Regions from separate parts of the Mus musculus genome. Here regions 1, 3 and 4 are each linked to region 2. Evidence: chromatin contacts called from public Hi-C and HiChIP or PLAC-seq data. All regions are on one chromosome and are shown on one strand. Each heading gives the region's core, a stretch centred on a gene start, on an enhancer-like site or on the middle of the called end of the contact. The rest is flanking DNA. Distances are from core to core; before and after follow the strand shown.

Evidence for each region. A called contact is a pair of places that touch in the nucleus more often than the background predicts. HiChIP or PLAC-seq counts read pairs in DNA pulled down with a chosen protein or histone mark.
Region 1: a contact with region 2 is called in an H3K4me3 HiChIP or PLAC-seq map of bone marrow-derived macrophages, with 4 times the contacts expected there. The contact joins two enhancer-like sites. A contact is called at or near these places in 1 of 39 promoter capture datasets (macrophages), 1 of 15 datasets of contacts at CTCF or cohesin (the NIH/3T3 cell line), 2 of 484 Hi-C or Micro-C datasets (both in bone marrow-derived macrophages), 3 of 115 datasets of contacts at active chromatin or transcription factors (CD8 T cells, bone marrow-derived macrophages and microglia) and 3 of 9 other capture datasets (adipose tissue, liver and macrophages).
Region 3: a contact with region 2 is called in an H3K4me3 HiChIP or PLAC-seq map of bone marrow-derived macrophages, with 3 times the contacts expected there. The contact joins two enhancer-like sites. A contact is called at or near these places in 1 of 115 datasets of contacts at active chromatin or transcription factors (bone marrow-derived macrophages) and 2 of 9 other capture datasets (adipose tissue and liver).
Region 4: a contact with region 2 is called in a Hi-C map of B cells, with 1.8 times the contacts expected there. The contact joins the promoter of Orm3 here to the enhancer-like site in region 2. A contact is called at or near these places in 8 of 39 promoter capture datasets (the C10 cell line, the HPC-7 cell line, embryonic stem cells and 4 more), 1 of 15 datasets of contacts at CTCF or cohesin (embryonic stem cells), 1 of 484 Hi-C or Micro-C datasets (B cells) and 3 of 9 other capture datasets (embryonic stem cells, liver and macrophages).

Annotation. Positions count from the first base shown.
Region 1 is chr4:63,838,592-63,844,750 of GRCm38.p6, forward strand. All of the region lies in intron 2 of Tnfsf8 (tumor necrosis factor (ligand) superfamily, member 8), which reads right to left. Among named protein-coding and RNA genes, the nearest start is that of Tnfsf8, 20 kb to the right of the region's middle. Within about 2 kb of position 2,065, at least 17 of the 459 cell types and tissues checked have an H3K27ac peak or open chromatin away from gene starts, as enhancers often do. A contact at or near this core is called in CD8 T cells and bone marrow-derived macrophages, where this site is marked.
Region 2 is chr4:63,586,340-63,593,036 of GRCm38.p6, forward strand. It overlaps Tmem268 (transmembrane protein 268), which reads left to right. Exons shown (of 10, transcript NM_001356354.1): 10 at 1-18. Among named protein-coding and RNA genes, the nearest start is that of Gm11213, 11 kb to the right of the region's middle. Within about 2 kb of position 4,287, at least 44 of the 459 cell types and tissues checked have an H3K27ac peak or open chromatin away from gene starts, as enhancers often do. A contact at or near this core is called in B cells, CD8 T cells, bone marrow-derived macrophages and 1 more, where this site is marked.
Region 3 is chr4:63,821,674-63,828,466 of GRCm38.p6, forward strand. No RefSeq gene overlaps it. Among named protein-coding and RNA genes, the nearest start is that of Tnfsf8, 36 kb to the right of the region's middle. Within about 2 kb of position 2,743, at least 21 of the 459 cell types and tissues checked have an H3K27ac peak or open chromatin away from gene starts, as enhancers often do. A contact at or near this core is called in bone marrow-derived macrophages, where this site is marked.
Region 4 is chr4:63,351,596-63,357,709 of GRCm38.p6, forward strand. Orm3 (orosomucoid 3) reads left to right here and starts at 4,563. Exons shown (of 6, transcript NM_013623.3): 1 at 4,563-4,718; 2 at 4,976-5,118; 3 at 5,316-5,386; 4 at 5,949-6,056. The coding sequence starts at 4,605. It also overlaps the pseudogene Gm11212.

The sequences.
Region 1 (6,159 bases), core at 815-3,314, 250 kb after region 2:
CCTGTGTTCTATCCTATAGATGACTGTGAACATCCACTTCTATATTTGCCAGGCACTGGCAAGGTCTCACAGGAGACAGCTATATCAGGGTCCCTTCAGCAAAATCTTGCTGGCGTATGCAATAATGTCTGTGTTTGGTAGCTGATTATGGGATGGGGCCCCTGGGTGAGGCAGTCTCTGGATGGTCCTTCCTTTCGTCTTAGCTCCAAACTTTGTCTCTGCAACTCCTTCCATGAATATTTTATTCCCTATTCTAGGGAGGAATGAAGTATCCATGCGTTGGTCTTCCTCCTTGATAGGTTTCTAGGCTAATATCCACTAATCAGTGAGTGCATATCAAGTTACTTCTTTTGTGATTGGGTTACCTCACTCAGGATGATATCCTCCAGATACATCCATTTGCCCAAGAATTTCATAAATTCATTTTTTAATAGCTAAGTACTACTCCATTGTCTAAATGTACCACATTTTCTGTATCCATTCCTCTGTTGAGGGACATCTGGGTTCTTTCCAGCTTCTGGCTATTATAAATAAGGCTGCTATGAACATAGTGGAGCATGTGTCCTTCTTACCGGTTGGAACATCTTCTGGGTATATGTCAAGGGGAGGTATTGCTGGATCTACCAGTAGTACTATGTCCAGTTTTCTGAGGAACTGCCAGACTGATTTCCAGAGTGGTTGTACCAGCTTGCAATCCCACCAACAATGGAGGAGTGTTCCTCTTTCTCCACATCCTCACCAGCATCTGCTGTCACCTGAAATTTCGATCCTAGCCATTCTGACTGGTGTGAGGTAGAATCTCAGGGTTGTTTTGATTTGCATTTCCCTGATAATTAAGGATGCTGAACATTTTTAAAGTGCTTCACAGCCCTTTGGTATTCCTCAGTTGAGAATTCTTTGTTCAGCTCTGAGCCCCATTTTATAATGGGATTATTTGAATCTCTGGAGTTCAGCTTCTTGAGCTCTTTGTATATATTGGATATTAGTCCCCTATCAGATTTAGGATTGGTAAAAATTCTTTTCCAATCTGTTGGTGGCCTTTTTGTCTTATTGACAGTATCTTTTGCCCTACAGAAGCTTTGCAATTTTATGAGGTCCCATTTGTCGATTCTTGATCTTACAGCACAGACCATTGCTGTTCTGTTTAGGAATTTTTTCCCCTGAGCCCATATCTTTAAGGGTTTTCCCCACTTTCTCCTCTATAAATTTCAGTGTCTGTGGTTTTATGTGGAGTTCTTTGATCCACTTAGACTTGAGCTTTGTACAAGGAGATAAGAATGGATTAATTCTCATCCTTCTACATGATAACAACCAGTTGTGCCAGCACCAATTGTTGAAAATGCTGTCTTTTTTCCACTGGATGGTTTTAGCTCCCTTGTCAAAGATCAAGTGACCATAGGTGTGTGGGTTCATTTCTGGGTCTTCAATTCTATTCCATTGATCTACCTACCTGTCTGTCGCTGTACCAGTACCATGCAGGAAACACCAATTACTTTTCTTTGATTTCTCTTAACATCAAAGGACTCAATTACCCAATAAAAAGATATAGACTAACAAACTGGCTACACAAACAGGACCCAACATTTTGCTGCTTACAGGAAACCCACCTCGGGGATAAAGACAGACACTACCTCAGAGTAAAAGGCTGGAAAGCAATTTTCAAGCAAATGGTCTGAAGAAACAAGCTGGAGTAGCCATTCTAATATCAAATAAAATTGACTTCCAACTCAAAGTTATCTAAAAAGACAAGAAGGGGCACTTCATACTCATCAAAGGTAAAAATCTACCAAAAGTTCATCTACAAAATGAACTCTCAATTCTAAATATCTATGCTCCAAACGCAAGGGCAGCCACATTCATTAAAGAAACTTTAGTAAAGCTCAAAGCACACATTGCACCTCACACAATAATAGTGGGAGACTTCAACACCCGACTCACCAACGGACAGATCCTGGAAACAGAAACTAAACAGAGACACATGGGTACTACCAGTTACTTCCTTTATCTTATTGTCCAGATTCATTCGAGAAAGACCCTGGGGCCCCGAGAACAGCTAGAAGCTGAGTGAAGGGTTCCCTCTGCTGTCTGAGCAAGCTCACTACTAGAGGAACCCCCAGCAGAAGTAGGGGCAGTATTCATCTCTAGCTGTTCTGGACTCACACGGGGCTTCTGGCCCATCAAAGGCTGAAGGCCAGCTTCCACTCTCTAGATCTTAGCCCATAATTATCATCTAAGCAGTGTTCTTGTGAGGCTTGTTGCTGCCCTGCACATACTCGTGGATGTGTATAACCAGAAATTTGATCCCAAAGTGTAATAGTCTAAGGAAGTGTGACTGTTGTCCAATCTCATCTTTGGGACTGTAGAACATCAACCAAAAGAAACCAGAGAGATGCAAATCGGACTCTCTTTGCTGTGAATCACTTTCTAATTTATGTTCCCTACAGCTCTGATGGGCTTTTGACTCCTCCCAATCTCTCCAGTATCAGCCCATACCCTCCCTCATTTTATTCTGTGTCTTAATAGTAATAAATGTCATCACCACTACCACCATCATAACTAATGTTGACTATTTCTGTAATGTTTTACTGAGCATGCTACAGCCATGATTTCATTTTTACATTTTTTTACAAGCATCCCATAAGAGATTTAATTTTTACAATCATCCCATGAGAGATAGTTTACAGTTATCTCTGTTATTTACATTAGAAACTATAGGTTTTAAAAGTTTAACTGGAGGGTGGGCAAAGATGGAGCAGAGACTGAAGAAATGGCCAAACAATAACGGCCCAACTTGAGACCTATCCCTTGGGTAAACACTAATCTCTGACACTATTACGGATGCCATGTTGTGCTTGCAGACAGGAGTCTAGCATAACTGTCCTCTGAGATGCTCTACCCGGCAGCTGACTGAAACAGATGCAGATGCCGTATGAAGTATGAAGCAGAGGACTGCTTTGTATTGCCTCAGCAGGAGAGGATGTGCATAATTAATCCTGCAGGGACTTGATATTCCAGGGTGGGAGGGGATATATGGGTGAGGAGTGGGGGAGCATCCTCCTAGAGGAGAAGGGGAGGGGAAATGGGAAGAAGGACTCTGTGAGGGAGGAATGGGATGAGGGTGCAGCAGTTGGAATATAAATAAATAAATAGATGAATAAGAAAGGGTTAACTGGCTTGTTCTCAGCCACACATCTAGTTGCTAGTAGGGTGGAGATCAAAACTCAGTCAGTGTGACTCTAATGCCCAAACGGATTTCCCCCCACTCTACACAAGTTTGGAGACGTGCAGCTCCAGTACACAACTACATGGATATGCTTCCACCTGCATACCTCTGGTTCCTGTCAAGTGGAATGCCCTGCCTCTATCAAGCCAGTTGTCCTTTAAAACACATCCTGGCAGAGACTACTGTTTAGTCTCTCCTACTGATCAGCCAAGAAGATGCATTTGCTGAGTGGAGTCAACTAGACCATCTCTCTTATTTCCTTCTGTAGCTCTGGCTGGACCAGTGCTAAGGGCATCAGTGTAGTGAGAAGGAGTGCTTGCTTTTTCCCCTGGCAGGGAGAATATTGGCCTGACTCTCACAGATTCTAAGTTAGGTGGAAAAGTAGGATTCATGCCCTGGATCAAAGCCAGGATGTCACATCAAAAACAGGCTCTATCTCTCTAGTCCTAAGGTCCCTCTGTATCAGGTGGCTTGTGGTGATATCTGCCAGAGCTGAGCATCTACAGATGGTGGCAGAAGTACAAGCCCAGGCTTGTCTCTCACACATGCAGGCGTTTTTTTCTTCTGTTTTTCCCCTTTGGTCTTCATGTGTACAGTGGGGTGACCTCAGCTGTAATTCTGAGAAACCCAATGATGGAAAAAGTCTACCTTATTTTGAAGCATTTGCATTTCCTGAAGTCAAATGGCAGGCATACTGTAGTTTTTCTTCAAGAATTGATTAGATAGTTTCATGCTTAAGACTAAGCACAGGCTTCTCCTTCTAAGAATGCCATTGCTGGAGTTGGTTCAAGGAGGGGCTGGGTATTGAGAGATTGACACTGTTGAGCTGGAAGAAGACCTTGGAGAAGGGTGCCATCTCTGTTACTTCACTTTTGGAGGTGTCAGCAAAAGAAGAGTGAAGGATGCGTGGTGGGGTTCAAACCCCAAGAGTCTTAGTGGCTTCTGAAGGCTTAAAATGCTCTCAGCTGACAACTAACACCACTCTGATCTCCTTTTCCTCACATGGTTTCCGGGGCAGACATATAAGAAGGACACCCAAGTTATAACCCAAGTCACAGAGATGGGAGCTTGAATATTTGGCCAGTCAGTGCTGTTCAAAAAGTGGGCTGGCCGCTTTGAAAGTCACAGGGATCTTGCTAAGACCTAGACAATATTTTGTGGGGTACCAGTCATGCAACTCAAGTCTCATCAGCTTGTGAACCCATGATAAGATAGTCTATTGTGGATATGAAGACTTGTATAGGTGCCCCAGGCAGTAGGAATCTTGCTGTGGCTCCAGAGATTTGTGGACTGAGCATCTAGACTGTATCTCTGCAATCTGTCTCCTCAGTGCCTGAGTCTGGAGGGGTTTATTCTGAGAGAAGAGGCTTAGTTGATGTTTGGATGTTGGGAGTCTGGAATATTCTCTTTCAGATTTTAGCGTTCCTATTTAGATGGGGAACATTGTTGACTGAGATGTAGAAATGCCTTTCTAGATCATTCTAGAGCAGTGAGGGTTAAAGGGAGGAGAGATGAGTCTGTAGCCATTACACACACCCGGGACTGAAGCCTCAGGAGACAGCTGGAGGACGTTGCTGGGAAAGCAGCTTCAGGGTGCCTTCCTGATCCTGAGTCTGGGAGAGTGCCCGGGTCAAGTCACAGGTCAGGGAAATGGGGCTTTCGAGTCAGATGATTTGTGACCTAGTCAACTTCTTCAGAACGACTCCTATAAGGACCGGGCAGATGGTGCTTCTCAGAGAACATGTGGTTCTAGTGAAGGTGTTGGATCCGTCATTTCCTCTCCCAGAACTTCAGCTCCTTACTGTACCAGTGAAGTAAACCCAGTGACACTCAACAGAGATGCGTAGCTAATATGACACACATTAAGATTACAGATGTCTAGTAACAGACACAGCACATGGCTAGCCGTGACTCTGAGAATGTGAGGTCGCTTTTCTTTTTGTCTCTTTTTCTTGTTTTCTTGGGATAGCTCTGTGATGCCATACAGAGAGGATTAGATAACGAGATGCTCATTAAAATGAAACACTGTATTACCTGTGAGAGTAGAGTTTCCCACTTCTGGACACAATTGTTTGAGGCTCTCTGATTTGAAGGGGTGGGGCGGGGAGGGATGAAACACTGTATCGCCTGTGAGAGTAGGTTTTCTCAGTTCTCTACACAATTGTTTGAGACTCTCTGATTTTGTGGGGGAGGGGAGGGTGAAGACCTCTTGGAAATATCTTAATCTTTGAAGAAACAGAAGAAACGTTTTAGTTTCTTCTTCCCTGGAGAATGAATACCCAGGGAAAGTCCCAACAGCGACATCTAGAGGAATCTTCATTCCCAGCCGAATTTGGGATCAATGGGAACTCTTAACCTGGCGGGCATTGTGCAAAGGGTCACTTCACAGACATTCCTTCAAATCTAACCATTTCCTTGATGCTACCAGGCCAAGAATATTTATGATATAGACAGGAATCTCAAGAGAAGTCATATGTAAAAGGGAGACTCTGGATTCACAACGGTCCTTGAAAAAAAAAATCCCTAATAGACAGCATGCTTATTGTTGAACACAGAGAAAACAATGAACAGAAATGGGTTAAAATGAAGTTAGGATCCACATCAATACTGTGAAGGCTTTTGGGAGCTGGAAGTGCTGACCTGTTGTGGTAGTAAGGTAAACACATCTGACTCTAGGGCACTTCATTGCAGGTAATGCATGTTAAAGACTGATGGGCCTGACAGTTGGTGGTGGGGCTGTTTAAGAAACATTGTAAGACTCTTCTAACATTCTAAATGGCCTTTCCTGTGCCACCGCTCATTTGCAGTGCGGAAGCACAGAAGCGCTCTCAGGATATGAGACCCGTGTGAGTCCAAATCCCACCCTGGTTCCCTACTGCTTGTACGGATTACCCCGAGTATGTGAGACTTTCCGAGTTGCTCCTTCTTCCTCAAAG
Region 2 (6,697 bases), core at 3,037-5,536:
AGAGTTGTCAAATCTCAAGCTTAGTAAGGGACCATGTTGTGGTGAAGGGAGGCTGGGAGCAAGCTGGTGACCTTGGGTCAGATGCTAGCCTTCTCTGCACCTCTCAGTTCCTCCTCAGTCAGGACAGAGTTGTGTAATGAGGGGACTGATGGAGGCATTGTCCCAGGCCTGTTTGTCTCCTGGTGTGTCCCTCTGGGGAGTCAGCCCCTGAGAGGATTTATTTCATCTCTGTGGTGTTGGGCCTCAACGTCAGGCCTCTTGTATGGAAGAGCACTGAGCATGTTCTGTCTCTGAGCCACATCCTGGCCCTCAGTGATGCTTCTCTTCCTCTCAGGAGCTGGCAGATGGTTTTTCTACAGGAACACAAACGCACGTTTTTCACAGGTTGTTTTAATCTGTCATTAATGATTTTTGGTTAGTTTGTTCTGCCAGTGGCGGAAAACTCTGGCCATGACTTGTAGATTTTGCATTTATTTTGTGTGTGTGGTGTGTGTATGTATATATGTGTATACACACACACACATATAAAGGTTAGGGTCTCATTTAGCAGAGAGGTGGTCTCACACTCTCTGTGTAGCTCAGGATGACCTTGAATTCCTAATCATGCCACAACCTTCCAAATGCCAAGGTTATCTGGATGAGCAGTGCTGGGGTGGAACTCTGTCTGGGTCATCTGCACGCTAGGCAAGCACCCTTCCACCCGGGCTGCAATCCCACCTCTCTTGACTGCTGACAACATTGTGTGTGTGTGAGTGATGGGGTGCATGTGCCTGTGCACATGAGTGTCAAAGTCAGAGGGGGACATCAAGTATCCTGCTTTGTCATTCCCTTGAGACTGGGTCTCTCACAGCGCTTAGAGCTTGACAGGCATCCAGCAAGCCCCAATAATCCTGTTCCCCCTATTGTGCTATGCCTAGCTTTTTAAACATGGGTGCCGGTCTAACAACTATCTGTAACCCCAGTTCCAGACAGAGCATCTGAAAGCCTTGTCTGGCCTCCATGGGCACCAGGCATGCAAGCGGGGCACAGAAATACATACAGACAAAACACCCATACACGTGAAAAACAAACAAAAAGAAAAAAGAAAGAAAAGACATCTTGGATGCTGGGGATTCAAACTCTGCTCAGCGGAAGCACAGGGTGCTAAGGAAATCACCCATGTCCCCTCCGTTAGCCTTGAACCTAAAACGGCTATGGAAATGTCATCTGCCAAAATAAAGGCAAAAGCTTTGGAGAAATAAAGGGTCCTATTTCACAGGGAAAAAGGGAGCAACTTGTGGGGAAGTTGCAACAATGTTAAATTTATATAAGCAGCAAGACAGAGAAACCTGAGAGCGTCCCTTGGCTTCCAGAGCACTCCAGTAGGGTTCCTGCACCCATAGCAGGTGACTGGCAAGACTCCTAACTGCTTCTTACTCTAACCCCAAGGAATCCAGCACCCTCTTCTGACCACTTCAGGTCCCTGCACACATGTGGCATATATACAAACACACACAGGTAAATAAAAATCAAGCCTTTGAAAAATGCAAAACTTGATAGAAATAAATATCAAATATAGGCTGAACTGGCTAGTTTTGTGTCAACTTGACACAGCTGGAGTTATCACAGAGAAAGGAGCTTCAGTTGAGGAAATGCCTCCATGAGATCCAACTGTAAGGCATTTTCTCAATTAGTGATCAAGGGGGAAAGGCCCCTTGTGGGTCGGACCATCTCTGGGCTGGTAGTCTTGGATTCTATAAGAGAGCAGGCTGAGCAAGCCAGGGGAAGCAAGCCAGTAAAGAACATCCCTCCATGGCCTCTGCATCAGCTCCTGCTTCCTGACCTGCTTGTGTTCCAGTCCTGACTTTCTTGGTGATGAACAGTATGGAAGTGTAAGCTGAATAAACCCTTTCCTCCCCAATTTGCTTTTTGGTCATGATGTTTGTGCAGGAATAGAAACCTTGTCTAACAAAAGGATGGACCATCTAGAGACTGCCACACCCAGGGATCCATCCCATAATCAGCCTCCAAACGCTGACACCATTGCATACGCCTGCAAGATTTTGCTGAAAGGACCCTGATATAGCTGTCTTTTGTGAGGCTATCATGGTACCTGGCAAATACAGAAATGGATGCTCACAGTCAGCTATTGGGTGGAACACAGGGCCCCCAATGGTGGAGCTAGAGAAAGTACCCAAGGAGCTAAAGGGGTCTGCACACTATAGATGGAACAATAATATGAACTAACCAATACCCCTGGAGCTCGTGTCTCTAGTTGCATATGTAGCAGATGGCCTAGTCGGCCATCACTGGGAAGAGAGGCCCCTTGGTCTTGCAAACTTTATCTGCCTCAGTACAGGGGAACGCCAGGGCCAAGAAGTGGGAGTGGGTGGGTAGGGGAGTGGGTGGGGGAGGGTATGGGGGACTTTTGGGATAGCATTTGAAATGTAAATGAAGAAAATACCTAATTAAAAAAAAGAAACCCTGTCTAAGACATAGGCTATTAGGAAATACCAATCTATAAAAAAAAAAGTGTATAAGACTATTTACAACAGCACTACTCTTATTAGCTAGAGTAAAGCAACCCAGGAGGCAAAGAGACAAAATGTGACATTAGGCATACGTGGAATACTACTGTGCCATCAAAGGAACAAAGGTGATGCATATTACAACATGGCTAAACCTTGCAAATTTGCTACACAACAAAAATACTGTTCACTGCATTATTCCAGACAGAGCATGCAACATGGCTAAACCTTGCAAATTTGCTACACAACAAAAATACTGTTCACTGCATTATTCCAGACGGAGACATCCAGCATGGGGAAATCCAAAGACAGAAAGTGCACTCGTGGTTGTCAGAGGCTGAGAGGGAGAATGGGGAGTGGCCGCTTTATGCTCACACAATGGGCCATTTCAAAATGGTGAGTCTTACAGTATGTGGATTATATGTCAAAAGTTTAAACTATTATTTTAAAATAGTGGCAGGGGAGTAGAGATGGCTGGCTCATGTAATTCTGGATGGCCTCATTATATAGACTAGGCTGGCCTCAAACTCACAGAGATCCACCTGTCTCTGCCTCCCAAGTGCTGGGATTATAGGCCACACCCAGGCTGATTTCTTTTCTGTTGTCTGGCTGTGCCACAGCTCATCCACCCACTTGTTTACTAAAGGACACCCTAGATGCTCATGAGTTTTGATAATTATGAATAAAAGCTATTAGAAATATCCACATAGCTTTTTTACGTTTTGCCTACCAAGAAGTATAGTTTGCTAGAATTATGTGTCTGTCTGTATCTGTCTGTCTGTTCATCCATCTGTCTGTTCATCTATGTATCTATGTATCTATGTATCTATGTATCTATGTATCTATCTATCTATCTGTCTGTCTGTCTGTCTGTCTGTCTGTCTGTCTGTCTGTCTGTTCATCTATCTATCTATCTATCTATCTATCTATCTATCTATCTATCTATCTATCTATCTATCTGTCTGTCTGTTTATCTATCTATCTATCTATCTATCTATCTATCTATCTATCTATCTATCTATCTATCTATCTGTTTTTTTGAGACAAGGTTTCTCTTTGTATCCTTGGCTGTCCTGGAGCGCTCTCTGTAGATCAGGCTGGCCTCAAACTCAGAGATTTGCTTGTCCCTGCCTCCTGAGTGCTAGGATTAAAAGCATGGGCCATCACTGCCCGGCTGGTTGTTGGGTTTTGTACTAAAAGTATACTTAGTTTTGTAAGAAGCGGTTAAGCTGAGTTGTGGGTTTTCTAAGCCACCCTGCATTACTGGTAGCCGTGGCTTAGAGTTCTTGTTCCGCTTCTCTGGCAGCATTGGGTGTTGTGGCTTTCCAAGTCTTGGCCATACTGACAGGTGTGGTGTTCTGGCTTCTTGTTTTAACTTCCATGTTTCCACTGACACAATGTTGAGGCATATATTCATGGGCTTATTTACTACTTGTGTGTCTTTTGGTGGAACGTCTGTGAAGAGCATTGGCTCATCTTAAAATAGGGTTGTTTTCATATTGTTTAATCCTAGTCGTTCTTTATCTACTTTGAGCCTCGGTCCTTTTACTCAGTGTAGTACTTGGAAATATTCTCGCCGAAGTTTGTGGCTCTTACAGCCTCATGGTACAAGCTTGCCACAGGGATTTCTTCATTCTAGGAGTTTCTTTGTTGGTTATTTGGGGTTTTCTGCTTCACCATTCTGGCTATCTGTAAACAAGGATTTATGTCTTCCTGATCTATGTCCCTCTCATTTCCTTTTCTTACAATTTCTCATTTCCTAGTTAGCTAGGAGGGTTCCCAGGATGAAGCTAAAGAGGAGGGAACGTCCTCATTTTGCTTCCTGTTGGGGAACTTTCTGGTTTCTAACTATGGCATAAAGTGTTGTTATATTTTCTCAAATGGTGTAGGTTTTCTACTCACGGTTTACTGAAAAATTTCCTCTTTGTTTCGATTAGCAATTGTTTAGTACAGTTTCAGTTTCAATGTACCTGCGTTCTTACATCTCAGGTGTCACCACTGTGGATATGTAATAGCTGACTGTTTTTTTCCTTGACTACAAGTTTATTTATGACCTCTCAGTTCTTTTCTACCTCTGCATCCTCAGCAGTGTGCTGGCACCATGCTGCGTTGCTTACTGTGACCTTGTGATAAGTTTGGAAATCAGCAAGTGTGGGTCTTCCAACTTTATTTTTCAAAAATTGCACTGGACTTTCTAGATCTTTTGCATTTCCTTTTTTAAAAAAATTAATTTTATTTATATTCCAGTCATTGCCCCCCTTCCCAGTCCCCCCTCCCAGTTCACCTCATTCCCCCTCCCCCTTGCCTCAGAGAGGGTGTTCCCCCATCCCCTTTCCCTGGGGTCTCAAGTATTATGCACAGCTTCTCTCACTGAAGCCAGACCAGGCAGTCCTCTGCTATATATGTGCTGAGGGTCTCCTCCGTTCAGCCCGATCAGCCCGTGTATGCTGCCTGGTTGGTGGCTCTGGGATCACTTTGGGGGTCTGAGTTAGTTGAGATTGCCGGCCTTCCTATGGGGTCACCCTCTCCTTCATCTCCTTCAATCCTTCCTCTAATTCCTCCATAGGGGTCCCTGACTTTAGTCCAATGGCTGGTTGGATGTAAGTATCTGCATCTGTCTTAATCAGCTGCTGGTAGGGCCTCTCAGAGGACAACCATGCTAGGCTCCTGTCTGTGTCCCTGGTTACTACAGACCTCCTGGGAGACAGGCAGGCTGTGAGCATAACAGCTGAATTTTTCAAAGGAAAAAAATATGATTTACTACATCACGTTTGAAGTATTTGGTGTAAGCATCCTTTTGGTCTTATTCATTTTATGTGTAATTTTGAGACACTGCCTCAGTCATTCTTCTTATCACTGTGAGAGGACGCTCATCAGATACAGCTGGATGGTGGAGGGGAGGGGCTTATTTTGGCTCACAATTTAAAGGTACAGTCCTTCCTGGCTGGGAGTGTGTGGGGACATCTCAGAAGCTGGTGTGTGTCACTAGGACTCTGCATGTCTTAGCATCCCAGGAAGCAGAGGGGGATACTGACACTTGTCCAGATTCATTCCCTTTGCCTGCTTGGGATCCTGTGTTGCTGGCACCCATGTTCAGGGTGAAGCTTCCCTCCTTGGTTAACCGTTCCTAGAAAAGGCCTGATGGACACACCCAGAGGTGTGCCTTCTGGGTGAATCTGGTCAAGCTGACAATGAAGATTAATCATCACACAGGATCTCGTAGCATTGCCCAGGCTGGCCTCAAACTTGCAATCCTCCTGCCTCAGTTTCCTGCATACTGGGGTTCCAGTCTTATTCCACAGTGCCTGGTTAAAATGTACCATCTTTTAGTTTTCAATTGGTTTGCCTTTCCTGAGATCAGTCAGTCATCCCCCACCCCAGTTTTGTTTATTTTGGTAATTATCATTTTAGAGCCCTCTGAGAGCCATTTCTTTTAGTGGTCATCTGAGGTCAACAGTATCCCTGGTTGACTGAGGTTTGGCATGTGAGCATGGCACTGTTCCCTGGGCAACCAAAGCCCACGCTGCCCTTCACTCTGCCTATGAGACTGTTCTCGCCAGGGCACAGTTCTCTGTATTTGAGAGCACAGCAGGTATTATTCATTTAGATTTAACCGTGTTCTTTTTATTGCTTTTTATCACCTTTGAAAGTTACTGTTTTTATATTCCTATGCTTGTTTCTGTGTCTCTTTTTCCTCCTGGGACTAACCTTAGACCTTATCTTAGTGCAGAGCAGTGTTTAGCAGCATATTGAGAATTCCCTGGAATAGCCTTCTTTCAGTACAAATCTTACAGTGACATTTTCAGTATTTGCTGAACTGTCTCAACTTTTTTCTTGAAGATATTTTTGTTAAGTAAAGAATTCTTTGCTTTTATTTCATGTTTCTTTTCTTTGTTGTAGTTGTGCATATATATATATGTATATACATTTTATATATGTATATACATATATGTTATATATATTCATTATAATTATTATGTTACACTATATATTATATATATGAGAAATTGCATATATATGGAATTTGTTGCAATGACTTACGGGCTGCAGTCTAACAATGAGCAGCTGTGAATGGGAAGTCCAAGATTCTAGTAGTTGCTCAGTCCCACAAAGCTGGGTGTCTCAGCTGGTCATCTGTGTAAGCTGGAATCCTAAAGACGTAGGCTCCAATGCTAGTGAAGGAATGGATG
Region 3 (6,793 bases), core at 1,493-3,992, 230 kb after region 2:
TCAGGAAACTTCTGTCTCAGAATTTCCTTCTTTTCCACATATTTTTGGAAATAGAACATCATTCTTGTTTACCCTTTTTGTAAAAGGAGAAAAGAAAAAATCAATACAGGAAGTTTTTGTTTTGAGAACAGCTTGTATTCAAATCATCATGTGATTCAGAGAGAGGCACTGTTGGCATCTTTTCCTCACTGCTTATCTATCTATCTATCTATCTATCTATCTATCTATCTATCTATCTATCTATCTACCTATCTATCTATCATCTATCGTGTTTCCCAGTCACAGGGATGAGCTTTGGTACATGTTTAAGCACATCCTCTTGTCTAAGGTAATTTAGAGATCTCAGTAGTGCAATCTAAAACATAGCTATAAAGGATTTTTCATATTCATGTGGGCTTCATTAGATACCCCTTACTAGTGTAATTGGAAAAATTAGTTTCATTTTCCTCCAAGTCATTATCTGTTTTCAGCTTCCTTGAGTAAGTAGCTACCTGAAAACCAAAATAAAGACTCCATGGACCAAAAAAAAAAAAAAAAAAAAAAAAAAAAAAAAAAAAGAAAGAAAGAAAAAAAAAGCAATAATTTTCTTAAAGCATTGCCTTCGTTATAACTTCTTTGGAGAGACTTTTATTAAAATCTATTATTTAAAAAAAACTTTATGAGATGAAGTATGTTCATGTGGCTCAATGAGCCTTCAAACTCTCCTTCTGCCTCGCTCTTCCCCCTCCACCCAATGTGCTATTCTAGCACTTCTTTCTCTCCCTTTCTTTCCCCACCCTCTTCCTTTCCTTCCTTGCTTCTCTCTCTCACACTTTCCCTCTCTCCTTCCTTGCCTCTTACTCTTTCAATTCCTTCATATTTTTAGAGTGAATATAACCAAGTCCATAGAAGGTCTAAAAATTTCCCCCAACACTAACAGACACAATTGTGAAAAACTCTGATACAGTCCTTATCACAGCAGGCAGTCTTGAGGGCTGCAGGGAGTAGTGATAGGATACACTTCTCTCTGTGGGCAAATTTTTAATGTGTGTGAGTGTGCACTGCGCATATATCTGAACATACAAGGCACCAGCAATACCAGCCAGGGCTGCAGCATGCTTTCTTTAAAGGGTCAACTGTCAGCTTTGCAGGCATGCGGGAGCTCTTGCATTCTGGGATAGCCACTTCCCTCACCACAACTGCCCCAAATCAGGCATGGATTCTGAATGATGAAGGATAAAGTTGTGCTCCTTCAACACTTTATGGTCAGCCATTTGGCAGAGGCTGCCTCTTGCTGACTCCCGAATACAGTGTAGTACTGAGTACAATAAAAATCAATGCCAGGGTCTCCCAGTCTTTATCAATGGACAGTGTTGCTTAGTTCTCTCATCTGTCATTTGAAATAATGGTCTTGTAAACCCAAAAGTGCTACGCAGGCATCTTAGATGGCATTTGCTCCATCTTCCATTTACTGAAGAAATATACATCAGACACCCACTGTGTGCCAAGAGCTTTCCTGGGATCACAATGATGGTAGATGCAGATGAATCACATACAATTTGGAAAAAGTACTAATACCGGAGTGCTGGATGATTGTGAGGTTGGGCTCACAGCACAAGATGACAGCCTGGAGGTGGGGGTGGGGTTTTACCCAAGATACAGGCGCTCATGAAGGGAAGTGGTTTGTCCTGGGCAGGAAATGAGTACACACGTTGGGATGGGGGTGGCCAAACTTCTTCCCCTGTCTGGAACCCAGAAAAGTTGTGCCAAGACTCCGAATTACAGAAAGAGCTGTATGATTCTGTATGGGGGTGTGAGCTATTTCCTGGCCATACTGGGTTTGACTTAGGGTGAATGGTATTATTGAATTCATACTTTTCCACTCCCAAGTGTCAGTGGCAAAGAGAACAGGTACCCCATTTGTGGAGAAACCAGAATCAAGACTCAAGGTTCTGCAGAGGCTTAAATGAGCAAGTCCTTTTCTGTAGCCCAGAATAGAGTGTGAATGGGAGGAGGATCAGGCCAGAATAACTAGAAGGAGGGATGGTTTTACTTTGTACACACGGGAGGGAATGCATTCTGCATTTGGATATTGTTCTCAGAGAACAAGGTCAGACACATAGGGTGCAGAGAGTGAATGACTCTGGTGGTGAGACCATTAAGTCTCATGGTCTAACTTAGCCTGATAGTGGCTCCTGAGAAATAAGATCTGATATGGAATTTTGTGAAAAAGGTCAAGTTAACTAAGCTGAAAGGGTAGAGGTGGGGCAAAATCCTTATGGATGACGCTTGCACAAAGGCAAGTGGCCTCCTGGCTGCTCACCACTCTCTGACGATAGATGAGACTCGGGAGCCAGATGGTGAATGTTTACAACTGGTTCTTCAGCTAAGAAGCTGCTTACTCTTGGACAAGCTTTTGCATTTCTTTGAACCTCTGTTTCTCCAATAATCTCATGTGATTATTGGGAGCATGAAATGGCCTACAGTGTCTGGAAGGTTTAGCGTACTGCCTGGATTCAATAAGCGTCAGCAATCGTGCTTACGTGCTATAGAATGGATTAAGTCAATACATCATGAATGACATCAGAGGAACCTGGAAAGATCACAGTTGAGCTCTGTGTCTTTGTGAACATGCATCAGCAGCAGGAACAGAGTTTCCTTCAGCATTTGGCTGTTGGTTTCTTAGCTGCAACTGTCTATCCTGGGATGGGATGGGCATTTTTTTTTTCCTGTTTACTCCAGAGCTTCTGCTGACTCTATGTGGACAGCTAGTAAAAGGAAACCAGAGAGTCAGAAAAGGGCAGAGTCAGAAGGTCACCACAGTTATGTCATCTGTGGTCTAAGCCATGAGAATGGAATAGTGAATTACTTAGGCTGGGTTCTCTTGGAGGAGGACTGACCTTCAGCTTCGTGTGCCCCGAGATACATTCGTCAATAACTCAAGCTGGTCATTCCCTCATTCTACTGATGGTGCAATTCTATTTCCAAGTTCTGTTTGTGCCAGACACCTTGGTTCGTGCTGCTTCAGAGATGAATTTCTGCTTCATTTCTATGTGGACAAGGGGCTTATCTGCAGCGGCGGGTCTGGGGCTGCCTCAGCGTAGACTTAAGGAGAGGGTCCTTGGTGTTCTGCCTCTGTGGAAGCCTGACCCTAAGGAGTTCTCCATTTTGTAGGGATTGTAGATATACTCACCCTTTGAGTGTTTGCTTCATGGAGGTCTTTGCTGAGTGAGCCAATGGCTGTTTTCTCCTGATGCAGAAGGAAACACCTTTGTGCATAATGAACCTTTATTTCTTTCAAACCTGCATTGATTCGTTATCTCCTTCTCTGCTCTCCACAAGCCAAGGTCTTTTAGAGAAAGTGTCCACAATAAAATACCCCCAGCTGCATACTTTTCAAACTTAGTACGTATCCTGACTTGGTGGCGTTGGAAAGGATTCTTCTCATTTTAAAGCAGAGGAACAAAGAGTCCAAGAGACTTGCTGAGGTCAGAAGGTTAGCAATTTCTTTTACGAGGACTTAACACTCAAGCATGCTGATGCTGTAGTGACTGTCTCTTCCCATTGTTAATCTCTACATGTTTTCTCTCCTTTCTTTACTACAGGGAAGGGACAATCCTCACCAGAGCATCTTGATGGTGTCCAAAGCTTTCACCACAATGGGCATACTCTTATCCCAGCCCGCAGCTCTTTCCCAAGAGTCCCACGGAGAGAGTGAGCAAAAGGGCAAAGTTTAAAAATGGATGATAATTTCCAATGAATGAAAGCATTGTGTTTATATACTGATGCGTTCTCTAATGTGTAGGCTGTCACATTTGCCTAGATGCAGGAAGGGAAAGGATATGCTACTTCCAAAGGTAGACAGAGCTGGAGGAATGGGGGATAGAGTAGACTCTAAGCCATCATCTTTACTAGAGAAGCCAGTGTTCTCTAGATAGAGTGGTACCTTGGGATATTTCTTTAACAAGATCCTTAACAAAAATCCATGTCCTGTTCCATATCTGTAAGAGATGCTCCTTTTTCTCCAAGTTGCTGGGTGATGCCAACATCAGGACGTAATTTGAATGTTGAAAATTTAAACAATTAACTTTAAAAGCTTTGCTCATTTATTTTAGCATGCATTTAAATTTTTTATCCAAAAATACTTTTATTTATCCTTACCAATTGTACACTCAGATACAATGTACCTTGCTTGCATCATACTCTATTCACCTTCATCTCCTGTTCACTGAGCTCAGTTAGTGTATCCTGCAGGTGCACTGGGAAATCTGTGCATGTGTGGGGGTCCAGTAGCTGCACCCACAAAAGAAAAAGGCACGCCTCAGCTATCAATTGCCAATAGCCCCTCAGCTATGGGCAGAGCCTCATGAAACCCTCCCCTAACAATACTGAATAAGCACACATTTTGACTTTTTATTTAAGTCAAAGTGATTTCATAAATCAGGGTGATTCCCAGGAAGATACCATCTGATTCTTTAAATGATGCCAAGGATTATTTTATGTTTTTATTTTTTAAGTTTATTTTTTATTATTAGATACTGTCTATATTAACATTTCAAATGTTATCCCCTTTCCTCATCTCCCCTCCAAAAACCCCCTATCCCATCCTCTCTCCCCCTGCTCACCAACCCACCCACTCTCACTTACCTGTTCTGGGATTCCCCTACACTGGGGCCTTCACAGGACCAAGGACATCTCTTCTCAATGATGTCCCACAAGGCTATCCTCTGCTACATATGGGGCTGGAACCTTGAGTCCCTCCGTGTGTACTCTTTGGTTGGTGGTTTAGTCCCTGGGAGCTCTGGGGGTACTGGTTGGTTCATATTGTTGTTCCTTCTGTGAGGTTGCAAACTCCATCAGCTCCTTGGGTCCATTCTCTAGCTCCTCCATTGAGGACCCTGTGCTCAGTCCAGTGATTGCCTTAATCATCATCTCACCAAACAAGAGAGAGAAAGGAGAGTCCCAAGCTCTTTGGGTGTGATGAAGAGATGCAGGAAGCCTGCCTGTCTCTGTACATTCCTGCTGCTGAAGCAGAGCTCCACTCCCCTCTCCCAACAGGAAGAGTCCAACCTGGGACCAGAATATTGCAATCTCCCTTTTCATGGTGGCACTCCTTAATGACTCCCCTCCCTTTCAGAGGAGTGGCAGATACTAGCTTTGGGAATACTTATCCCAACTTCCGTATCTCTGAGGCTGGGATCCTCCCTGGTAGATAACTAGCACTTCCCAGTGTTAATGGCTCCCGTCCTTGAGAAAAATGAACCAAGCATCCTTGCAAAGATCAGTACTCCACTTTTTGTCCAGGAGAGAAGGGCAATTAGGTATTCCCAGACAGCTGTGGCCAGTTGTAAAAACTAGTTCCTGATAGCCCTCAGGTCAGAGGAGTCCTCTCCCAGCTGCACAATTCTGCCTTGCTGTCTGAACAAACAGTATTGAGTTTGAGGGATGGTTTTTCTTGTCACCTCCCCATCATGTAACCCCAAAGCTGAGGATCCCTGCTTATGCATAAAAACTTCCAGCCCCTAGCTAGACTCCAGTATCGCATTCTTAACCTGTGGGGAAGGTTTGCTATCTAGGTCTGATTCAAATAAAGGCTCTTTTGTTATATTACAGTGGGTTGGCAATTCTTAGAGTTCTTCTGTGGCACCCAAGAGGCCCTGGCATAACAATATCCCATTGCATCCAGTTAGTGCCACTCAAGTGTATATGGGCATGAGACCATATACTGAAGTATGGGTAACCTATTAGTGGCTATGCCCTCAAAGAAAAATGACTCTTCTTTCCCTATCAAGTGACAATAGGTCCTGAGGTAGAAGGAAGGATTAGTGAGCCCCTCCTCCATCCATGTTGGACTTTTGACTGGCTTGATCTTGTGCAGGTAACCACAGTTACTGAGGTCATAAGCACAACAGCCATGCCATATCCAGAAGCTAACATTTTATAGAACGCTATAAAATAGCATTCTCCCTGTCCTTTAGCTCTTTTTTTTCCCGCCCCCCCCCCTTTTGTTAAGTACTGGGGGAGAGTTTATAGTGCTCTCATTTAGGGTTAAGTCCTCATAATCACTTATTTTCAGACCAGTAATGACTGCTGGCCACTGCAAAAACCACTTTCTCTGACCAGTGTTGAGTGTAGTACCGACCTTTGGGCATAACATAAATATTTAAAAGGCAGTTTGAGAAGCTGGCTAAAGTAGTTTGCTCCAGCAAAATAACAATAGTCTGATCCTCCCTAGGGACAGTGATCTTCCCGGCCATGCACTTCTGGCTATGTTTACAACATCAGATATGACTTCCATCCTGTGGAGCAAAACCCAAACTAAATCAGAAAACAGTTTGTTATCCCTGTAACTCATTCCATCCGTGGACATCTTAGCTGGGAGTGGTATTGTAGCTTACAGAACCCATTCTAGATAAGATCATTGATGTCTTCTCTCTTCCAGTGGCAAGTATGGTACTATGAAAGGGAGGTTCCTGGTTAATTTGAGATTGAGTTCTCTGCAAAGTGTGTGGTGTCTTCATTAATAGGGCCTTATCATCTAGTTATGATGGAAGCCTAGACAACAGATTGCATTGTTTTAGAGATCTGTGGGGCCTCCCTGACCAATAGGTCATAGAGAGATATCCTATGTCTGGCCCTGAGATTTTTATTTAATAACTCATGTCTTCTAGGAGCAGAATTCCCCACCTTTGTTTAATAGCCTTTAAAAACGTATTTTGTAATTGACTTACAAATATGGGGCAGGTCTTCATAAAACTTTTTTGTAATTCTTAGACTTGGTTAATCCACACCCTAAATCTTCTGTCATCTACCC
Region 4 (6,114 bases), core at 3,313-5,812, 230 kb before region 2:
CACTCTTATGTTTTAATTGTACCAAAGCAAATGTTTTAATGTTTAAGGAGAAGTGTTAACTATGCCCCACCACCACACCACCAAGGGTCCTTTCCAAGTCCCCAGCAGGACCATATTTATAAAGAATGGGAATTGAGGCTTTGATCCAACAGAGGCTGAACACATGGCAGCCACAGGGAGCCTCAGGCACTTGTCCATAGCTATGTGCTTCCTTCCCTTGGGGATGGGGACCACAGCATCATTCTAGTGACTCACAAAGGCCTTCGTCCTGCATAAGAAGGAGGAGATACCATTGCCCAAATGATAGTGCTGAAGAAACATGGGGCCTTCATGTTTGCCTTTTACCTGAAGAATGAGAAGAAACGGAGACTGTACCTCAGCGGTAGGGCCCTCTCAGCCCTCGTCCCAAGCCCCACTGGGCCTTCCTTACTCTTGGTCACCCACCCACAGCCCACATTCCTACCTGGCCTCCCATCTACTGGACCCTTTCCCAGCACAACCCTGGATCCCTTCTTCCTCGCAGCTAAAAAGCCAGATATCACCCCGGAGCAGCGGAAAGTATTCCTGAAGGCTGCCAAACACATGGGCATGGATAAATCAAAAATCATATTTTTCGACTGGAAAAAGGTAAATGAGGAGGCTGTACGATACCACCCCAGCAGTGATCCCAGTGTCAGTGACCCTAGAGGCTCAGAGAGGGCAAGCTTCTGGTTAAGGCAGCTCAGCGAGGCAGGTATCTTGCTGTTAAGAACTCTCCTGCCTACTGTGACAGCTGAGATCACAGAGATCCTAGATGGGCAGTGAGCCTGAAGAAGGTGAGGTTAAGTAGGAGGTCCTGGAAAGCTTGTGGAGGATAAGAGGAAGACCAGGAGGGGTCAATGAGGGAACAGCCGGTGCCAGGGTCCCAGGTTTGTCCCTGCCCTTCATATTCACTCCCTATCCAAGCAGGAGTTTTGATTGACTTCTTCCATGCTACGCCAACTCCAGCAAGCCCGATGGCTTTGATAGGCAGGGTTGACCCACACTGAGACTCCTTGATGTCCGGTCTACACTCGTGCTGAGGGAAAGGCCACATCAGTTTCGTTTTTCACCCAGGCGAAGCCATGGGATCAAACAGTCACCTTGCATGTAGTTCAAGATACTCAATGCTTTTGTAACTTCATTCTCTGGTCACCTGAGCCTTTCCTTGCATCGCCAACCCCCAGATTCCCATGGGGAGGGGCCTGTATACAGACACTGCCATTGAGCCATTTCACAGCATGACTTCCTCACCCCCCAACCAGTGGGGCCAGTAGACTCACCCTGCACCTGTGGACACAAGTGTTCCGAAAATGCCTCCCGTTTGCGGTATTCTGTTCGCATTCAATGGGGTGAATAAACCGAAGCTCAGAGATGAGGAACAACTTACCCTAGACTAGTGGTTCTCAAGGGTGGGTCTCAACCTGTATGTCAGATGTCCTGCAAGTCATATACTTACGATTTATAACAGTAGCCAAACCACAGTTATGAAGTAGCAATGAAAACATGATTGGGGGTCACCACAACACAAAAAACATGTAAAGTTTCACATTATTAGAAAGGCTAGGAGAACCACTGTTCTGCCACTGCAGGGGGCCATGGTAGATCTAAGGCATAGCTGGTTGACACTACCGTGCCATTGTGGCCAACAACTGTGTTTACCCCCCACACTCATTTTAAAATATGTGTATTCATTGCTGGTGTGTGTGAATGTGTGTATGTGTGAGAGTGTGTGTATATGTGCATGTTTCTGAGTGTGTATGTGTGTGCATGTGTGTGTGTGCATGTGTCTGTGCATTTTGTGAGTGTCTATGTGTACATGTGTTGCAAGGTGTGCTTGTGTGTGAGTGTATGTGCACAAACTTACCATAAGACATGTGTGGATGTCAAAGGACAGCTGTGGGCTATGTCCTCTTCTACCATTCTATCATGGGCTCTGGTTAAGGCTGGTTGAACTTCAAGCTGCCACTCAGGCTTACCTACCTTGCCAAGATTATTGTTTGGCCTATTTGTTCTATTTTGATTTGTTATTGCATCTAACCTTGCAGCCCAGGCTACCATGCTGCAACTCATAGCAATCCTCCAGCCTCAGTATTCCTGAACCCAGTCATGTGCCACCACCCACTCTGCTCTCCTCCCTGATATCATCTAGAATAGATGCAGTCAGTAGAAGAAGAAGCAGCTTGAGCTGGAGAAGGAGACCAAGAAAGATCCTGAGGAAGGCCAGGCATGAACTCAGCTCTCTGAACTCCGAGGGCTCCTCAGGCTCACCAAACCCCACCCCTCCTGTGCACTTTGATTCTGTCTCTGCCACAATAAAGGTTTGCTGACACAGTCAATATCATTTCTTTGCTTCTTTCCTTTTTCTCCTTCCCTCCCTCCCTTCGTGGAGAATCCTGAGTTGAGCCTTAGCTAAGTCCAATAAACCCTGCCCAGGGAATCTAAGAGGGCTTCCTGGAAGTGGCATCTGAGTCAGGCTAGAAGGAACTGACAGAACCTGATGCTCTTCCTAGAATCCCCTAATACTTTAGGGCACAGTGTGGGAGGGGAACGAAGGTGTACAGTTCCTGTCACAGGGCCTTCACTTCAGAGGGGCCACTCTAATCACTGAAAGGGAAGTGACTAGAAGGGAGGAAGGTTCATGTCCATGCTAACAGGGTCACAGTATAAAAAGCCAAAGCTAGGCGACATGGTAGACTTAGGCCTAGATTAGACAGTCTGAATGTCCCCACGAAGACTCCTCAGGGTGCCAATGGGGGACACTGTGAGATGACACTGCTTCCCTAGAGGCCAGCTGACATCGATTGCACCATTGTGACCTGAGTTCCTGAGGCACAGTCCACTCGGTGGCAAAGACAGGGTCTGAGATCATCTTTACACTTGACTTGATTGGCAGTCGCCTAGGGGATGTACTCCATGTGTGTCTGTGAGGACATTTCCAGAGAGCCGCCACCCTGACTGTAGGCAGCACCATTCCTCGGGCTGGGATCCCCCACTTAACCAAAAGCAGAAAACAAGCTGAGCATCCACAGATCATCTCTGCCTGCTAAGCTTATGGCTGTCCCGACTGGATGCAGTGTGACATGGTAGACTGTGTCCCTCCTCACCTCTGATCTCCCCATTGTTAGCTTCTTGTCACTTATTTTGTTACAGAACCTGGAAAGACACCTGATGCAGCGCCCTGCTCTGGCTGTCAATGCACTGGGGCAGAGTGAGTCACAGTCGCTGCAACAAGCATGCCCAGAGTCAAGCTAGCCACAAGCATAGGGTGCCATGGAAGTCTCTGCAAGGAGACTCTGGCCTGGGGCTTTGTCACACACTTCCTGCTGAGTGTCTCCCACTGTTTCTGGCCTGGGAATTCACACAGGCCTTGCTCATCTGGCCTCTGCAGGCAAAGGACAGGAGAAGCAGGGGAGACAGATGTGAGCAGAAGCCTAGGCAGACTCTGGAATGATATGCAGCAAGTACCCTGGGGGAGACCTTAGCTGGGTGTCCACTTCCCTGCCTGCACCCTCGCCTTAGAAACCCCAGGCTCTGGATACACAGCACAGCCACAGGTAGTTTTGAAGATTTCTTTTCCCTATCTTAAGTTTATTGTTTTTCTTCATTTGGCTGTATAACAAAAAGAGATTTTTAAATTTGCTAGTGGGTGCAAGTGTGTGAGTGTGTGTGTGTGTGTTTCTGTCTGTATGTGTGTGTGTGTGTGAGAGAGAGAGAGAGAGGGAGGGAGTGAAATAGATCACGACACTGTGAGCATGTTCTAACACGTTTGCTGCTATTGATGTTTTGAAGCAGCTCACTGTAATCTCAAGCTCCCAGCAATGACTCTGTGCCTCAGCAGGAGTCACCAGGCCTGTCCCTGCAATTCTTCTAGAGAGTGTTCATTATGTAGACAGAGATCAGGCTATATCTATCAGGGAGGAAGTAGAACCAGATATTGACTGGATGCTGGGCACAGACACTGGATTGGGCACACACTGTCCTAGGCAGATCCTTTCCTGCTGTAGATACTGGGAGCTTTGCTGAACTAGATGTTCAAGTCAGAATCAACCCTTTTTGGGCATTTGGCTGCCTCTAGGCTGGGAAGGGGTCCTCAGGAACATCACACTCCTTTGGAAACTAATCCATCTTTGTCCTTGGGCCTTAACTTGAGCCCCTAAGTGTCTTCTATGTTCACTATGAACTTGACCTGGGACCCCTTCTTATCATGCTTGGGGGCGGGTTGATGTATGTGTAGGTTTCACTCCTGCTAGGCAGCTTCATGGGATAAGAGAGGGGTGGGACCACTGTCTGGGACCTAAGTATCATCAGGCTAGCCCTGTACCCACCTTGATCATGAATCAGCCACTCTGGTGTAGGGCAGGAGCCTGTGTCACAGCCAGCTGGCTGAGAGAGCTGCACAAAGCTGGCTTGAGGGAACATTTTGCACAAGACATTTATCAAGTGCTGGTGAGTTTGTGGCACTCACTGCTCTACAGCCCCTGGCTGCAGTCCCATGCCCTCCCCACATCCTGTTATAAAAGCCACTGCACCCTCCAGCCACCAGTTATCTCTTCCCAGCTCTGGTGCCTCTGAGTATCCTCAGCATGGAACTACACACGGTTCTCATCATGTTGAGCCTCCTGCCACTGTTGGAAGCTCAGAACCCAGAGCATGCCATCAACATAGGCGACCCTATCACCAATGAGACCCTGAGCTGGGTAAGTGTCTGCCCGGGGCCTGGACCTGTTCACTGTAGGATTCTACTCTTTCCTCTGGGCTTTCCCTTCCCTGGTGTCTGTGTTCAGCTCTGGGCTCCTGGTACTGCCCTTCCCACTTGTGTATACCCTGGTGGCATCCCCCTGTCTCCAAAGGCAGAATCATCACTCTGAGCCATAGCTTGCCTGCCCCTCATCGTGGATGAATGCCAAGGTCCTCACTACAAGGCCTGCTCATCTGTGTGCCTGCTTCTCCCCAGCTATCTGGCAAATGGTTTCTCATTGCTGTGGCTGACTCAGACCCTGATTATAGGCAGGAAATTCAAAAGGTACAGACTATATTTTTTTACCTTACCCTAAACTTGATAAATGACACGATGGAGCTTCGAGAGTATCACACCAAGTGAGTCCTTGTAACAGCCAGCCCACCCTGGCCCTGGCTTCCACTCCCAGATTCCTAGAGACCTGAGCAAACTGGCTCTGCCTGGCCTCCCCACCCACTTTCAGAAATGGGGACAGCTGTCTTGCCTCTTGCCCCCTTCCTACCCTGGGCTAGTCAGATCACCTCTCCATCAGTTGTCCTCTCTCTTTGCTTTTTAGAGATGACCACTGTGTCTATAACTCCAACCTTCTGGGATTCCAGAGAGAGAATGGGACCCTCTTCAAGTATGGTGAAGGTGTGAACTCACTGCTTTCTGGGAGGGTATTGCCAGTTCTGAGGGGACAGCAGAACAGGGCAGTTTGGTCTGTGAAGTCACTCTCTGGGGCTTGTAAGTGGACGTAGATTTCAAACTGGAGTCCAGCTGCCAGGCCTGACTTGTTTTGATCATTCTTTATGACCCTTCGTGACCTCAGAGTGGAAAGCCATGGGTTGGGAAACCAGTGACTTTAGCCACACCCCCAGGTCACCAGGGACAGCATGGAGGAGAACAACCCAATGCTGGTGGGCCAGATCAGACACTGGTTAGCTTTTAATTGTCCCTAAGCAGATGTTTTGATGTTTAAGGGGAAGTGTTAACTATGCCCCACCACCACACCACCAAGGGCCCTTTCCAAGGCCCCAGCTCTTCCATACCTATGAAGAATGAGAAGTGAGGCTTGCATCCAGCAGAGGCTGAGCACATGGCAGCCTCAGGGAGCCCCAGGCACTTGCCCATAGCTATGTGCTTCCTTCCCTTGGGGATGTGAACCACAGCATCATTCTAGTGACTCACAAAGACCTTCCTCCAACAGAAGGAGAAGTAGAAACCCTTCTCCACCTGAGAGTGCTAGAGAAACATGGGGCCATCATGCTTTTCTTTGACCTGAAGGATGAGAAGAAACGGGGACTGTCCCTGAGCGGTAGGGTCCTCTCATCCCTGGTCCCCAGCTCAACTGGGCCTTACTCTTGGTCACCCAC